3 separate regions of the Mus musculus genome follow, and all the other regions are linked to region 3. The links are chromatin contacts, called in public HiChIP or PLAC-seq maps. All regions are on one chromosome and are shown on one strand. The core of a region is the stretch at or near the end of the contact, and the rest is flanking DNA. Distances in the headings are between cores, read along the strand shown. Region 1 has its middle 18 kb from the start of Htr3a. Region 2 holds the start of Zw10 (zw10 kinetochore protein). Region 3 overlaps Zbtb16 (zinc finger and BTB domain containing 16).

What was found. HiChIP or PLAC-seq counts read pairs in DNA pulled down with a chosen protein or histone mark.
Region 1: a contact with region 3 is called in an H3K27ac HiChIP or PLAC-seq map of VIP interneurons, with 3 times the contacts expected there. The contact joins two enhancer-like sites. A contact is called at or near these places in 1 of 484 Hi-C or Micro-C datasets (bone marrow-derived macrophages), 3 of 115 datasets of contacts at active chromatin or transcription factors (VIP interneurons, embryonic basal ganglia and embryonic stem cells) and 1 of 9 other capture datasets (embryonic stem cells).
Region 2: an H3K4me3 HiChIP or PLAC-seq map of embryonic forebrain shows a contact between it and region 3, with 3 times the contacts expected there. The contact joins the promoter of Zw10 here to the enhancer-like site in region 3. A contact is called at or near these places in 4 of 39 promoter capture datasets (the C10 cell line, the HPC-7 cell line, cranial neural crest and 1 more), 6 of 484 Hi-C or Micro-C datasets (embryonic fibroblasts, embryonic stem cells, immediate neuronal precursor and 3 more) and 7 of 115 datasets of contacts at active chromatin or transcription factors (embryonic basal ganglia, embryonic forebrain, embryonic limb bud and 3 more).

Annotation. Positions count from the first base shown.
Region 1 is chr9:48,927,873-48,930,664 of GRCm38.p6, reverse strand. No RefSeq gene overlaps it. Among named protein-coding and RNA genes, the nearest start is that of Htr3a, 18 kb to the right of the region's middle. Within about 2 kb of position 1,499, at least 10 of the 459 cell types and tissues checked have an H3K27ac peak or open chromatin away from gene starts, as enhancers often do. A contact at or near this core is called in VIP interneurons, where this site is marked.
Region 2 is chr9:49,053,965-49,056,976 of GRCm38.p6, reverse strand. It overlaps Zw10 (zw10 kinetochore protein), which reads right to left and starts at 1,396. Exons shown (of 16, transcript NM_012039.2): 1 at 1,190-1,396. The coding sequence starts at 1,294.
Region 3 is chr9:48,661,949-48,664,789 of GRCm38.p6, reverse strand. All of the region lies in intron 5 of Zbtb16 (zinc finger and BTB domain containing 16), which reads left to right. Among named protein-coding and RNA genes, the nearest start is that of Gm32280, 6.7 kb to the left of the region's middle. Within about 2 kb of position 1,504, at least 33 of the 459 cell types and tissues checked have an H3K27ac peak or open chromatin away from gene starts, as enhancers often do. A contact at or near this core is called in the HPC-7 cell line, VIP interneurons and embryonic forebrain, where this site is marked.

The DNA of each region.
Region 1 (2,792 bases), core at 250-2,749, 270 kb before region 3:
GGGGGAAAGGCCCCTTTTGGGTGAGACCATCTCTGGGCTGGTAGTCTTGGGTTCTATAAGAGAGCAGGCTGAGCAAGCCAGGGGAAGCAAGCCAGTAAGTAACATTCCTCCATGGCCTCTGCATCAGCTCCTGTTTTCTGACCTGTTTGAGTTCCAGTCCTGACTTCCTTTGGTGATGAACAGCAGTATGGAAGTGTAAGCTGAATAAACCCTTTCCTCCCCAACTTGTTTCTTGGTCATGATGTTCGTGCAGGAATAGAAACCCTGACTAAGACAGCAGACCAAGTACTTACTATCAGGAAAGACCTTTTATTGTGCACCATTCCCATGAATGGGAGCTGCACCGTATCATTGTAGAGAGTGGGTAGTGCGTATCACAGAAAATGCTGAGTTTCATCACAGGTGATGAAGACAAAGGAAGGTACAACAGCCTTAAATGTGATTTCTGTAAGAAGAAATATAGGAGTCGAGGGACATAGATTTAGCACTGGCTTTCAATGATGTCAGGAAGGCTGTCCCTAGTGATCAGACACTAGACTTTGGGGCAAGTAGAGCAGGTGCCCACCATCTGGAGCATAGGAACTCCTAAGAAGGTTGCTGAGACAGGGTTTGGCTTTGGATCAGTTGGCTCTTATTTGGACAATATGCTTGTAGGCTAACCATTCATCATATCTAGTGAATGGCTCATTCTTGGGGGAACAGTCTCTCCAGCGTCAGAAGGACTCTAGATATCAAAGCACCAGCGTACATAATGTAAAAGTGATGGTCCTTCAGCCTGCTCTGAGGGTTCCAGAAGTACAAAATCTCTTTCCTCTGCTTTTCTGGGCACTTCAGTGTAGCATGCTACGAAACTTAGTGGTCGGCTTCAACAGAGGAGACAGTTGTGCACTGAGCCAAGTATGAGAGGAAGGGTTGTTTGAGGGGGTAGTACCCCACAAATCGAACTCATTCATACACAGACCCACCCTTTAGCTCAGTAGTGACCTGAGCATTTGCTCTGTGTGTCAGGGACCTGGCCCTGTGCCAACAGAGCTGCCCAGGAAAGATGGTGACAGTGTGCAGGAGCTTCAAGGAGCACTCCATCTGACAGGGGGGGGGTGTAAAAGGGCGCAGATGTGGGGGCTCAGAATCACATTTGGGCTTCACTGCAGTGTACTTCTTAAAGCTGTCTGACTTCATCCGATGAAAACCTGCTGGTTTGGCACAAGCTGCCTGGATATATAGCATCAGGCTTTTTGAGAGCTCAGGGTAGGAGTTGGGGGGTGGGGGAAGAGGCTAAGAGAGACAGAGAAAGACACAGATAGAGACAGACAAACAGACAGACAGACAAACAGAGACTGGGACTAGATTCGGCACTTCTTGGGAACCAGTGAGAAGTGCAGGCGTGCCATCTGAGTTCCACAGATCCCCACGGGATGTGTTTGCACATTCACCCACTCTGGGGGAAGCAGGGGTTCTAAGGATCAAGAGGATTGCAGGTGACTGTGGGATTCTGGGAGGCCTGAATAATTGGGAGGTGGGCATTCAGAGATAGAACAGTGTCCCTTGGAGTCCACTCTGCTACCAGGGCAGCTGGGCCCTGGGGCACCTGCCAATCACTGCAGTGCACTTGGTAATCTCCCCTCTTCACAATCAGATCGGTCAAGCACCCAGTGCAGCTGGGCCTCTGAATTATAGGCTGTGGGCAGATGGCTGTCCAAGGAAACAGCCAACGAGTGTGCATCAGGCCCCTTCCTCTGGCTCCTGCTCCTGACAGCAAACACCCACTCTCTGCAAGGAATAAGGCAGTGACACACCACATCAAATGCTTACCGCATCAGAGCCCACTCCCAGCCCTGCTCAGGGAAAAACCCTGGACCTCTCTGCCCTCCAATGCATGATTCTTGCCTCTGACAGATGTAATCCTCTCGTTCACCACACCCCTCCGGTCTTAGAGCTAGGAGCAGCAGAATGCTGTGAGTCGGAGATGGCAGGGAGCATGAGGTGCCATCCACCTTCACCTCTGGCATCCGATACAGTGTTGGCTCAATGAAGATCACTCTGGGAGTGGGAAGGGTCTGGGAGTCCCAAGTGTCAACCAGGCCACATTGCTGCCACTACTCCTGTCCCTTGCCAGGGCAAATACCAGGAAGAGGAATCATAACTTTGAGTGGTTGCTTGGTCTTCCTTACCAGGTCCCTGATACCAAGTAGCCCATTCTCCCTTTTACTGCTTCTTCACTCTGGTCCCTGAGAGAATGAAAGTTCTCTCCATTTCCCATCTTCCCCTGTAGGCAATACCCATTAGGTTCCAGGGCTCCAGGAGACGGCTTCACTCTAGGTCTTAGGTCTTCCTTCAGCCTGCCAATCTTTCTGGATACTCCTCTGCTCTCTGGATTTTCTGCTAACCTGAATTAATTCTCCTTGTCATCCTGGGATTCTCCAGGGCACTAAGCAGAGACAAGGGTGGCCATTGTTGGTTTATAGACTTGGGAGTCTCTTGCTATTTGGGATAGTAGTGGGCATGCATGCATGCTTGTATGTACATGTGTGTATCGTGTGTGTGTGTGTGTGTGTGTGTGTGTGTGTGTGTGTGTGTGTGTGTGTGTATGTGTTGTAGCAACATGAAGTTGAAGGGTCATCAGAGCTCTCATTCTGGAGATGTGGCTGGGAGATGATACTATCCCAAGATTATGGTAAAGATGACATTAGATGATGTTAGATACAGATACTGCTACCTACAGGCACTGGCTATGTGCAGTCCATTTGAGACAGAGAACAAGGCTATACAGACTAGCAATCTTCTGGGCCTCT
Region 2 (3,012 bases), core at 147-2,646, 390 kb before region 3:
ATGTAGGAAAGATACTATTCTCCAAACTGGCCAAAAAACGGGGCTGAAGTGTAATACTTCAGCAGTTACAAAGCATCCCAGTACAAAAGAGAAGACTCAGGAGAAAAGTCAGGCATTTGTTTTATGCAGGAGGCTACAACTGAGATGGAAGAGGTGTGTGTGTGTGTATGTGTGTGTGTGTGTGTGTGTGTAGAAATACATTTAAAGTGGTAAAAAGCTGGAGGTGCAAGGACTATGCCTGCTTGAGGCACAGAAAGTAGTTCTCAGTTGACTGAAGATTCAAACTTATGTATGAAACAAATACTAGTGCAATGTCCTCATCCTAGATCATTAAAAAACAAAAAACCGTAAGCCACACTACAGAAATGCCAGTGGCATGAATACATAAAATTAAGAACTCTAACATCAAAAATTGTTAGGAGCGGGTGGGATGGTGGAGACCTTCCATTTCAGCACTCGGGAGGCAGAGGCAGGCGAATTTCTGTGAGTTCGACACCAGCCAGTTCTACAAAGCTTGAATCCAGGACAACGAGGGCTATTACACGGAGAAACCCTGTCTAGGAAAAAAAAAAGAAAAGAAAAGAAAGAAAGAAAAAAAGAAGAAGAAGAAAGTTGTTAGGTAGCGCCTACCAAGTCCAGACTTAGTGAGGTACACGTCATTTTCAAAGAAAGCCACTGAAGACCTGGCTTGCCAGGTAGCACTAATACGAAGTAAAACTATGGCTGTGAGTTGCATATTCATGCCGGTACCAGCTCATCAGCCCTCAGCATGCCTCAAGTTCCGTGCGTGAAGTAATACTTTTATAAACATATTCAACCAGTTAAAAGAAAATCCGAGGAGAACGACGCGACTTTCCTAGAATTATTACATCCATCCATAAATGAAGGAGTGGGTAGAGATGACAGATAGGGCGGCTGTCCTGTCCTAAGTGGACATCCGGGCTTCCAGTCCCACCTCCGGCTCCGCAGGTTTCTTCAGTCTTCTCCATCAGCGGCTCACTTTTGCCCAACTTGGCCCCACTCCCCACCACTAAACAGCCACGGCCTTTCCTCCTCACAATCCCAGGCCCTGGTCTCCAACCGCTCTGCGGCCGTGCTCCAAACAGCCCCCCAACACTTCTGAGCCTCCAACTCAGGAGGCTCCGCACCCGGCTCTCCCCAGCGGCAGCAGCCTGTGGCCCGCCCTCACCTTGATCTCCTCCACCCGCCGGGTCAGGCGGCTGATCCTGGTGCCCAGATCCTCCTTCTCCAGGCTCCCCGAGTGGGCCAAGACTTCTGTCACGAAAGAGGCCATCGCCACGAAGCGTACCCACACAAACAGGATAGGTCAACCCCGCTGCCAGCGCCGCAGCTCCGGTCCCGCCAGCGGCCTCACCGCAGGGCCTGCCGGGAAACTGAGTTCTACGGGGTCCGGCGCTCGCGCACAGGAGAGGGTCACACTACAGTTCCCAGGAGGCCTCGCGCCGTCAGGCGTCCGCTGTTTCAGTGGCGTCTAGAAGGCACCAAAGTGCGCAGGCGTCATCTGCTCCCTACAGGTTTTCAAACGCCAGTCTGTTCCCGCCGGTTTTTTTCTTCTTGTATTTTGGGTAGGGTTGGGTTGGTTTCGCTAGAAACTGCGGAATGTTTCAGGTAATAATCCTTTATGGCCCTCCCTATACTCAGTAATCTCAGGTTTTCCTGTGAGATTATCTAGCTCGATACTTACAGAATCATCTCGATCTTTTTTGTTATTCATTCATTGGGCTCAGCAGCTAAGTCTACCCGAATTTTGCCCTCTGGAATTGTGCGAGAGAGTGACATAAGTGAAAGGATCCCCACAATTGCACCTTTCTAATAGTGTTTGTTAATAGTGCCTCATATTAAGTATATTGATACATGGATATGGTACAAATTTATACTTAGTGTAACGGTCCTGTAAGTGCTACAGACATTCTTTTATAAAACCTTCTTTCTAAGATACGTATGAATGTTTTGGCTGTGTCCATGGAAGTCAGAAGCAGGCAAGTAAGTCCAGTCCCTGAAACTGGACTTACAGATGACATGAGCCACCATGTGGATGCTGGGAATTGAGTCCTGGTCCTGAGTAAGGGCAACGAGTGCTTCTAGCCACCGGGCAATCCCCTAGAACAAGATTCTTATCACTTCCTATCAGAGATTACAAATAAATTTCACCAAAGGCTTTTTATCGTTGTTTAATTTTAAAGTTTTCAGTGATTTTTTTGGCTCTGTTTTGAGACGTGGTTTCTGTAGCCCTGGAAGGCATCAAATTCATAGCTATCTTCCTGCCTCAGCCTCCTGTATACAGGAATTATACACTTATTCCACTATGTCCAGCTAGCCATAGCTTTTTAGAACTATTTCATTGTTGAAGGTCAAAAGAGTGTTCCGCGAAGATGAGATCACTCGTTCACTTTGCAAAACAGGCTGACCTGAAAGACAGCCACTGGGCATTATTACCAACGTGACACTCTTTGTAGGAGAGGGATGCGTGCTGTAAGAGCATCCTTGTCCCCTTTATACACTTTTTGTTACTTGACCAGCAGAGCAAGCAAGTGTTTTACATAGCCAAATGGAATGCCATTAGTGCAGCAATACCATAAAGTATAAAATTAACAGAGACAAGGGTGCAGATACAGGTAATTCAATCAGTAGGGATTTAGAACAGATGTTATCTGTCTCCAGCATCCTTCCTGGAGCAGGCAATAAAACCAATAAACAAGATGTTTATTATACAAATGTCATCTTTTCTCTTGCTAATTTACCCTTTGTCCTTTTTTATCGTTGATGGCAGGGAAAATTCTTGCACTGAGAGCTTGACCTTTAACATTCTTCAACTGAGAGATCACTTAGTAGTTAAGAGAACTAGCCTTGTGGAGGACCCGGGTTCCAGTCCTATGTGAGGCAGCTCAAAAACACCTGTAATTTCAATTCGAGGGAATCCAATGTCTTCATTCGACCTCTGAGGGTTCCTGTACATATATGATGCACATATATACACTGAGACACATACAT
Region 3 (2,841 bases), core at 255-2,754:
ATTGCATTTTGAGAAAAACTGGGAAAATCCCACTTTTACCCCAATCGATCCTAGGACAACACTGAGGTCAGTCAGCACAGGGCTCCAGAGGGTACTTTGAGGAACTCACCCTACCTTCATAACAGACATGGGAGGCCTCTACTGTGGCCAGAATGTTGTCTAGGGAAGACAGTGAGAGTATTTGAGCAAGAGCCATGAGATAGCCCTGCTCAGCCAGTTCACACTATGGAGTGAAAGACAGGGTATGTGTGAGTCAAGTAGGCAGGGCTAGTTGCCCGGTCCTAGCCTAGTCTTGCTACCACCCTCTTGATTTAGGGGACAGGATACCCAGCTCAGAGGGCCTTGAAGGAGCTGTGGGTCTTTTCCTAACTGAGGAGTAGATGACTTAACTCCTTTCTTTGCTCTAAAACAAAATGAGATCGTTTCTTACTGTCCATGAGTGGAAGAATGCCAATTTCTGAATTATCTGTCTGTCTGTCTGTCTGTCTGTCTGTCTGTCTCTCCCTCCCTCTCCCGTGTGTGTGTGTGTGTGTGTGTGTGTGTGTGTGTGTGTGTGTGTGAGAGAGAGAGAGAGAGAGAGAGAGAGAGAGAAAGAGAAAGAGAGAGAGAGAGAGAGCTGGGATCAAGTCTCTCTGTAAGGATGTAGTGGAGTTTGCACACAGCATAAATGTTCTGCACTCTTCAGGGAGGGCTGAAAGAACTTCTCATCCTCCTAGCCTTTTCCTAGCTGAGGGATGGGGTATGTATGTGGCTGGCCCTTACATGGGTGACGGGCTCTGATGAATAAAGAAGGAGCTTCACTTTCAGGACCTGAGCAGTACGGTCCAGCCAGTTGTCAGCATTCTCACCAAGGAGCCTGCCTTGGCTCTGGGTTCTGGATGCCACCCTAGTCAGAGGAGCACAATGCCATATCATTATCAAAGGTGAAAGGCTCACCAGATGCTTAGAACTACCTAGGGCTGCTTGGTAGACAGGAGGGGGTCTTAGCAGGTAAGGTCCAGCAAGGGGGACCAAAGAGAGAGGCGTATACTCAACAACTTTCTCTACAGCGTCCGCATAAGGACCTCCCAGTAAGACATCATCCCATCAGTGATTCCCTCATAGACCCCCTAAGTTCAGTCTCAGGGAAGATGACCAGCTTCCGTTAGCCACCTCCAGGTATGGCATTGGATCAAGTCACTTGATATCGCATGGCATGAGTGACTCAAGCCCTACGAAGTCCACCCAGGATGCAGCTTACTTTGCCCATGCCCCTGTCTCGGAGTTCATTTAGCCACGTGTCAGTCCAACTCTACTCAGGGCAAGCCAAGCTTCAGATCTCCAGCAAGGACAGAGTTTGGGTGACACCCTTGCTCATTCTAGAAACGCAGACATGTGTGCCCCTTGTGCACACACATTCAAGCACTCATTGATTTTCACACCAGCCCAGCAGAGGCTCTGCCCACCCCTGACACAATGCCTTATTAATATTCCGTTGCTCTTGGCCCATTTGCTGCTGGGGCGGGTGTTTAGCATCAGCAGCTGTGTTTGGTGCGTTAGTCCAGCCGTGCTGTTGGCATTGATGGATCCTTGATTCACATGGCTCATCATATAATAAACTCTCAGCTGCACGGAAGGGAGGGGCCGAGAGGACGGGATCTGAGGAGCCCGGGGCCGGGGTGGGGAAGGAGGACGGTGGGGTTGACCGGAGCAGAAGGAAGCCACATGGTAATGACAAACCGGGGGAAAAGGAGGGTCACAGGTGCCCTGGGCAGGCCAGAGGGGCTCTAATTAGTCTCGTTTGTCCTGCACTTAATGTCAAGCTCATTAACGCGCCTACAGAGTTAATCAACATACCACAAATTGGATTTTGACTTTTGTCGCCAGCTTTATGTACATTGTGGCCAGCCTGACACGCTCAGCTCTCAGGGAGAGGGTTGTAGGCCTGGTAGCCACTGAGCTGTAAAACCTGGGTGGGGTGAGAGTAGGTTTGTGTCATAGTGACTTGTCATTTTTGCTTTTTTTTTTTTTTATTCTCTGAATGCTTTTCACTCTTTCCCTGGGCAGACTCCAGGGAGTTCCTATTTAAACTCATTTAACATGTGATCCACTTTGTAATTAAATTCATAAAAATCTGATCAAACAAACCCCTCCGTTGTTTGTTAAACTCTTAGGGCCCCCCTCTGGAAGCCGGGAGCACACACAGGCAGCCAGCCCTCCCTCACTGCCACCCCCTCTTCCCAGAGGGGGGCTGGGTGACTGCCGATGTACGTTTTAATTACCGGCTTCGGCTGAAGTCTCACGTGGCCCTTGCTTTATTTATTTATTTATATCTTAATGAGGATACTGAATCTTTGATTAAAGTCGTAATCGTTGCTGATTCAGGAAGGAGGGGGAGCTGGGTGTCAGACCAGACGGGGCCATGTGTGCAGACAGACAGACAGAGGAGGGAGGGAGGGCAGGTGGCCAGACAGCAGAGAGACAGACAGACAGACAGACAGACAAGAGACAAACAGGCAGGCAGGAAGGGAGAGAGGAAGAGTGGGGAGAGAGAGCAGCAGACAGACAGGCAGGCAAGACAGCAGACAGGCAGACAGACAGTCAGACAGCAGAGAGGCAGAGAGACAGGCAGACAGAGGGGGAGGGAGGGTAGGTGGGCAGACAACAGAGAGATAGACAGAAAGACAGAGACAAGCAGGCAGGCAGGAAGGGAGAGAGGGAGGAAGGGAGGGGGAGAGAAAGCGACAGGCAGACAGACAGACAGGCAGGCAGGTAGACAGATGGCAGACAGACAGGCAGACAGACAGACAGGCAGGCAGGTAGACAGATGGCAGAGAGACAGGCAGGCAGACAGACAGCAGA